Linked DNA regions of Sus scrofa: region 2 is linked to region 1. A link is a contact called in public Hi-C data. All regions are on one chromosome and are shown on one strand. Each heading gives the region's core, a stretch centred on a gene start, on an enhancer-like site or on the middle of the called end of the contact. The rest is flanking DNA. Distances are from core to core; before and after follow the strand shown. Region 1 overlaps CDK6 (a long non-coding RNA gene). Region 2 overlaps CDK6 (a long non-coding RNA gene).

Region 1 (2,951 bases), core at 225-2,724:
TTTCTGTAGGGCTTTGTCCCCCTTCCCTTCCCTCCAAACAGAGCCCAGGTGACAGACCTCACCTGGGAAAAGCAGACACCTGTATTATAACTGCACCTGTCATTGGGCGTCTAGGGGAAGATACTGCAATCCTGCCTCTGTTGACATGCTGGGAGAGACATATTACTGAGATAAAGACAGACTCTGAGACATTTTTACCGGAACAAATGAATGAAAATGACAACTCAAGCAACACACATGTGTTTAAGGGAAAGATCTAGAAAAAGAAGAAAAAGAAGAAAACAAAAATATTACCATTAATTATTAAAGGAAATAAATGTGTTTAAGTATTTGGATAGAATGGGTCAGGCAGAAGAACAGAAGAATGCTTATAAATAACTTTAAAAACTGTCTTTCATCATATTTGCCTTTTAGCCATTTTTGGGGTCCTTTTAGAGCCTCATCTGTAACATATGGAAGTTTCCAGTCTAGGGGTCAAATTGGAGCCATAACCGCTGGCCTACACCACAGTAACTTGGGGTCTGAGCTGCATCTGTGATTTACACCGCAGCGTGCAGCAACATGGGATCCTTGACCCACTGAGCGAGGCCAGGGATTGAACCTACATCCTCATGGATACTAGTCAGGTTCTTAACCTACTGAGCCACAATGGGAACTCCCTTGTAGCCATTTTTACATCAATATCTGTGCATATTATCCCCAGTCACCTAGAAATTGATTATGACTACTCAGTAAGAACTTAAAATCTTTATTTGCAGTTCTGAATATATTTATGTTAAGTTAAATCTGGAAATATGGGCCAAAAGCCCACGAAGCCCAAAAGCCCTCAGAAAAACAGTGTCCCGGTATGTACAGACATGTGCGATGTATACATACATACATATATATACCTGTTTATATAAATAACTTTATAAGTATTTTTAAATCAACCCCCTCCTCTGACCTGCAAAACTACCTCCTGAGACATATAGGTCAGGTATTATTATTTATTTTATAGATGGGAAAACTGAGGATGAGGAATAAAATGAACTGCCAAAGTCATACGCAGGGAGTTCGGCCCAGAGCCGGGAGTGAACTTATTCTAAATCCAGTATTTTGTTTCCATTTAACTATGACTCTGCTCTCAAAAATGCTCTCAAATGTCACAGGCTAAAAACATTCAGTTTCACTTTCAAAGGACTTGCTGTTCTTTGAAAGTATAAATCTTCCTAAAAACAGAAATATTTTTCCCCTTAAGAGAATGTGAATATGGCTCTCCTTTAAAAAATATCCAGTTTACTACCCAGTGTGAACTTTTACAGCCTAGATATGAGGGTTGTGGAATTCTGATAGGTCCATTAAAAAGCACTTGCCTCCAATTTCAGTATTTGGACAGCTGAATATAAGCCTTAAAAGCTGACATTTGTACTGGAAAGACTGACAGAGCATAAAACCTATAAATGGCGTGATGACTGGGACGGAAATCATCTTCAAGTACTTCAGAAGTGACACTAGGGTGCAGCATTGTCCCTGTTCTCTATGCCAAAGTAATGCATTCAGAGAAAACAACATCATTTCAATGAATCAATGCCAGAAACTAAAAAGTACAATCTCAAGGCACAAAACATATTGAACTTCATGGCTTCTTTTCTGCTGGCACCCTAAGATCTCTGTCAGGCCTTTGCCAGCAGAAAAAGTGGCATTCTCTTGGAAGCAAGTCAAACATGTTTGTCAAAGGTTCCTTCTGGTTCATCGCACGGGCTCACGTACTAAGGGGCACCAGCAATGTCACTGGTGCCAAAAGTGGACAGATGGCCCAGGTGGCGTCAGCAAGGAAAAGCAGGGGAAGGACTGGTGTCTGACAAGCTGGTTTCAGTTGAGATTGCTTTTACTTTTAACGAGAGGGTCACCAGTATGTCTGCCTCTTGGTAGTTCCTTCGTCACGATCACATGCATACAAAATATATTTCATCGGGGTAGGGAAGATGGGAGTTCATCATGGATTGCTTTGACATCCAGAAGCAGTAATGTGGAAGTCTGGTTCTGAATTTGTCCATCTTACAGACCGGGCATAGCAGCGGGAGGAGCAGCAGCCATGGCAGCTGCCGGGGACCCGGGAAGCCCCCAGACAATACAACGAACAAATGGTTTTCTGGCCTTAAAGCCACTGGCTTCTGACTCAGCAGTGACACGGGCATTAATAGAGGCCTCTTGGAACTACTTCCAGTCACCAAAAGAACAAAGTCAGGTTCCAGTTTTATTCCAACTATTTTAAGCGATTCTGCATGGGAAGATAGTGTTATGATGTGATTTTTTCCTTTAGGGACATTTTTCATCAGTTTTTCAGACTGAAAATGTAGAAATGACTGGGATACCATAAAATGGTACAGACCAATGATCAGGGCTATTTTTGGCTCTAGAACTCCCACTTTCTTCCTACTCCACCCCAATTCTGATGGGGCTTGGCAAACACATGGATCCCAAAAGGATGTCATACTGCATGCTTTGTGAAAAGAAAAGCCTTTTCTTAACGTTCAAGACATGAAAGCATCCATACCTCACATGCTCAGACATGTAGATACTAATGGAACGCTGAAACGTAGCAAGGAGCTGCGTCACAGACAAGTGGAACCAAAGAATTCGAGCAAAAGAAGGGACCTTCAAGTTTCATTTCTCAGGCAAAGAAGTTAAGGGATGGAAAAAACAATTAATGATGAATTATAATAAGAGCCAACATTTTAAAAGCATTAACTATGTACCAGGCCCTGTGTAAGCCCTTTACACAGGGAGTTTGAAATGACCTTTTCAAGACTACGTTGTTATTTAGCAGTAGACAAACGTTTGGAATCTAGGGTTCTCGTTTCCTATTCCAGTGTTCCAAAGAAAGATGGGGTGTGTAGCGTACCATCTTTGCCCAGGAAAACAAAACAAAACAACGTAAAGCCAACCCGGATGACTAAAGGATACTCAAT
Region 2 (3,162 bases), core at 269-2,768, 170 kb after region 1:
CATGTTCAAAGACACATATTTAAAGAGACACAGAGTAAAACTTTCTTGTATAAAATGTTAATGTATATAATTACATATCCTTCCAGGCTACAAAAAAAAAAAAAAAAAAGGTATCCGGTAGAAACGACTCATGTTGATTTAAGGAGATAATTCCTTTTATTTTTTTGAAAGTGCTGTTATTAATTTCATTTGGGAAATGGAGCATATTACAGGTTCCTTAGAAATTTAAAAGTGACATCAAGGGAAGTCAAAGACCTAGAAGACCCTGTAGGTTTGGGGTTCCAATGCTGGCCATCAACATCCTACAGACCCAGGACCATCTCAGAAGACATCCGGGGAAATATTTATACGAAAACATAAAGTTCTTAGTTGTTTAGTAAACATTATCGTACTAAAAGTAATTTACATTAGACACAGTGAGTAGAAAATGCTTTTTTTTTTTTTTTTTTTTGCTTCTTAGGGCCGAACTCATATGGAAGTTCCCAGGGTAGGGGTTGAATTGGAGCTGCAGCCGCCAGCCTACACCATGGCCACTGCAACTCAGGATCCCAGCCTTGTCTGCGACCTACACCACCAAGGCCGAATCCTTTAAGTCACTGAGCGAGGCCAGGGATCAAGCTCATATCCTCATGGATCCTAATCGGATTCATTAACCGCTGGGCCATGATGGGAACTCCAGAAAATGCATTTTGAATCAAGAGCTATAAATATTAATCTTAGCAATGTTTAGAACATAATATTTTTGATGCTTTCTTGTCTACAATGACTCCATCTGGAGCTACCCCAGAGCAAATAATAATCACTTTGGTGGCAATAAAGAGAAGACAGATGCTTTAACATAACAAAAAAGTCTCACATTAAGCAACTGAGCTAATCAACAACTGAAATCCCTGGTATTTGGCAGGAGGTTAACAATCTGTAATATATTTATATAAATCAATGAGGAATGCAGCCAAGCTGCCTATAACCCGTACACTTGCAAAACAAAAGAGCCAGACAGGTCTGAACATCTGAACATAAACACTGGAAAAATAACTTCAACTGTTTGATTCCTTGTGTTGACCAACATCTTAAAACTCTCTAAAACTTTTTTTTTTTTGCTATTTAGTAAACTGACAAAAATAGCACTTCAGTGACTGAATGACTACAGTTTCATAAGAGAACTATCACCTTGTATTGAAGATGAACAAACTATCTCAGTTGACTTTTAGAGGAAACAAAAAACTATCATTCAATATCTATCCATTAGAGCTTGGCTTAATGGGATCCAAGCGAATGTTCAAAAAAGTAGAATCAAAAAGGGGTTCTCAGCATTCACTGAGCCTATGAATCCGGTTTAGCTGTGCAAACACAATCCGAAAAAAGGCAGATAGGTTGTTATCATTTCACAATTAAGTCAGCCAAGCCCCTAACTATCCCATAAAATAAGTCCTCTCCCTGTCTCCATTGTCCTGACCTCCCAGCTGCAGGGCAGAGAGCAAGCGCTGCGGTCCAGCACAGCACTCAGCTTTCCAGCTGTCCTAGTGATGTAATTATCTCATAACAAAATATCTCCATGAATTAACTCTGCATCCGACCCACTGTAATTTGGAACAACTCCTTCCTGTTGACGGTCTCCATTTAACTTGCTATTCTGGATCTATTGCATAGGCAAACTCTCTTCATCCAATGGATGGGATTACATCCAATAGGCTTGGGATTTCCAAAGATTGCGATTTACAAAGGTTTCCCAAACAACATGCTCTGTAAACACACGCCCTGCCTTTCTATTGTGGTTATAACAAAAGGGAAATCTGCGTTATTTGCTGTGATTAAACTTTGACCTGTCACAGGAAGTTCTATGAGGATTTTTTTTTTTTCCTGTCACTTTTTTTCCAGACGCTTGAATGTTTGGACATAAAATAGTTCAAGAGCTGTGAGATGTCTGGCACAGAGGCCTAGGGGTGCTAAACAAAATTTTATTTGAACTATGGCCAGTCTTCAGAATTGAGGAGAATTTTTTTAAAAATCTCTACCCTCTTCCTTTGTAGTCCATGAAGCATATTCTAAGGTTATAGCATGCATGCACCAAATTTATGTCCACACATCCTACTAACCCTACACTACTAGATACTGGCCAGGGTGCTCTCCTTTGGCTCATTAAATATGGACTGTGTGTGTTCATGTATTCTCAACCAGCACTGAATGGGGTAATTCCAGAAGTATTTGCCACCAAAGTAACCAGCATGCTATGCTGCTGGAAGGAAATCCCCACTGTGCAGCATCTGCAAACATGCATCAGTACCTACCACGTGCAGGCACTGTAGTGGGTTTTAGAGAGTCCAACAGGTCTAAGACAGGTACTTTTTAAGAGCTTTCTGTCCAGTTGGGGGAGAGACGATTGCATGTAAAAGGACAAACAGTGATATATGGCAATGTATTAATTCCAAATAAATTCTACAAACACTATATGGAGCTTTATATATCAACATCAGAGTAAATTCATTCTAGATCTTATCACAGTAGACATCTGGGATGTCTGCCTTTCCAACATCTGTTACCATTCTTGGCCACATCCTCATTTTTTGTTGAAGAGCCACTCCTATTCCATACTCAGGCAGTGTAGTTGTGGGGGCACAGGGGCAGGATGGCAGGTAACCTACCCTGAACAAACAGAGTGACAGTGATTGATTCAGGGAAGGACAGACCCAGAACTGGTCCCAGGAATTTTACTAGAACTTCTGGGAAAGTAGAGCTCTCTTTATTCCAGGATTACCAACCTGGCAATGGATAAGCCTGCAGCTGCTAGTGGCCGTCTTTGCCACCATTTTCATGAGCCCTCCATGGAACACAGCCAACACTGAGGAGAGCCTGAACAGAGAGCTGACAGGCAAGAGATTCTGGATGACACTGTTTAAGTACCTGGACCCACCTGTGCCAAGCCTACCCCCGGATTTATTGCTAATGTGAGCCAGTAATGCTGCTTTGGTGCTTACTCAGTTTGAGTTGGGTTTTATTAGTTACAACAAAAAAACAGTCCTAAGACATCTATAAACACTTTGAAATAGCAGTATCTGACCTCAAATATATCTTATGTATTAGACAAACTGAATTAATTGAACTCAAGCACATAAACAGTAGCAGTTCCCTCTAGGTGACCACACCAGTTCCCCGACTTGCTGG

Evidence for each region. A called contact is a pair of places that touch in the nucleus more often than the background predicts.
Region 2: a contact with region 1 is called in a Hi-C map of skeletal muscle, with 3 times the contacts expected there. The contact joins two enhancer-like sites. A contact is called at or near these places in 1 of 47 Hi-C or Micro-C datasets (skeletal muscle) and 2 of 2 datasets of contacts at active chromatin or transcription factors (alveolar macrophages and skeletal muscle).

What each region holds. Positions count from the first base shown.
Region 1 is chr9:72,528,402-72,531,352 of Sscrofa11.1, forward strand. All of the region lies in intron 6 of CDK6 (a long non-coding RNA gene), which reads right to left. Among named protein-coding and RNA genes, the nearest start is that of FAM133B, 26 kb to the left of the region's middle. Within about 2 kb of position 1,475, at least 32 of the 83 cell types and tissues checked have an H3K27ac peak or open chromatin away from gene starts, as enhancers often do. A contact at or near this core is called in skeletal muscle, where this site is marked.
Region 2 is chr9:72,700,898-72,704,059 of Sscrofa11.1, forward strand. The region is part of intron 2 of CDK6 (a long non-coding RNA gene); the gene reads right to left. Among named protein-coding and RNA genes, the nearest start is that of CDK6, 63 kb to the right of the region's middle. Within about 2 kb of position 1,519, at least 11 of the 83 cell types and tissues checked have an H3K27ac peak or open chromatin away from gene starts, as enhancers often do. A contact at or near this core is called in skeletal muscle, where this site is marked.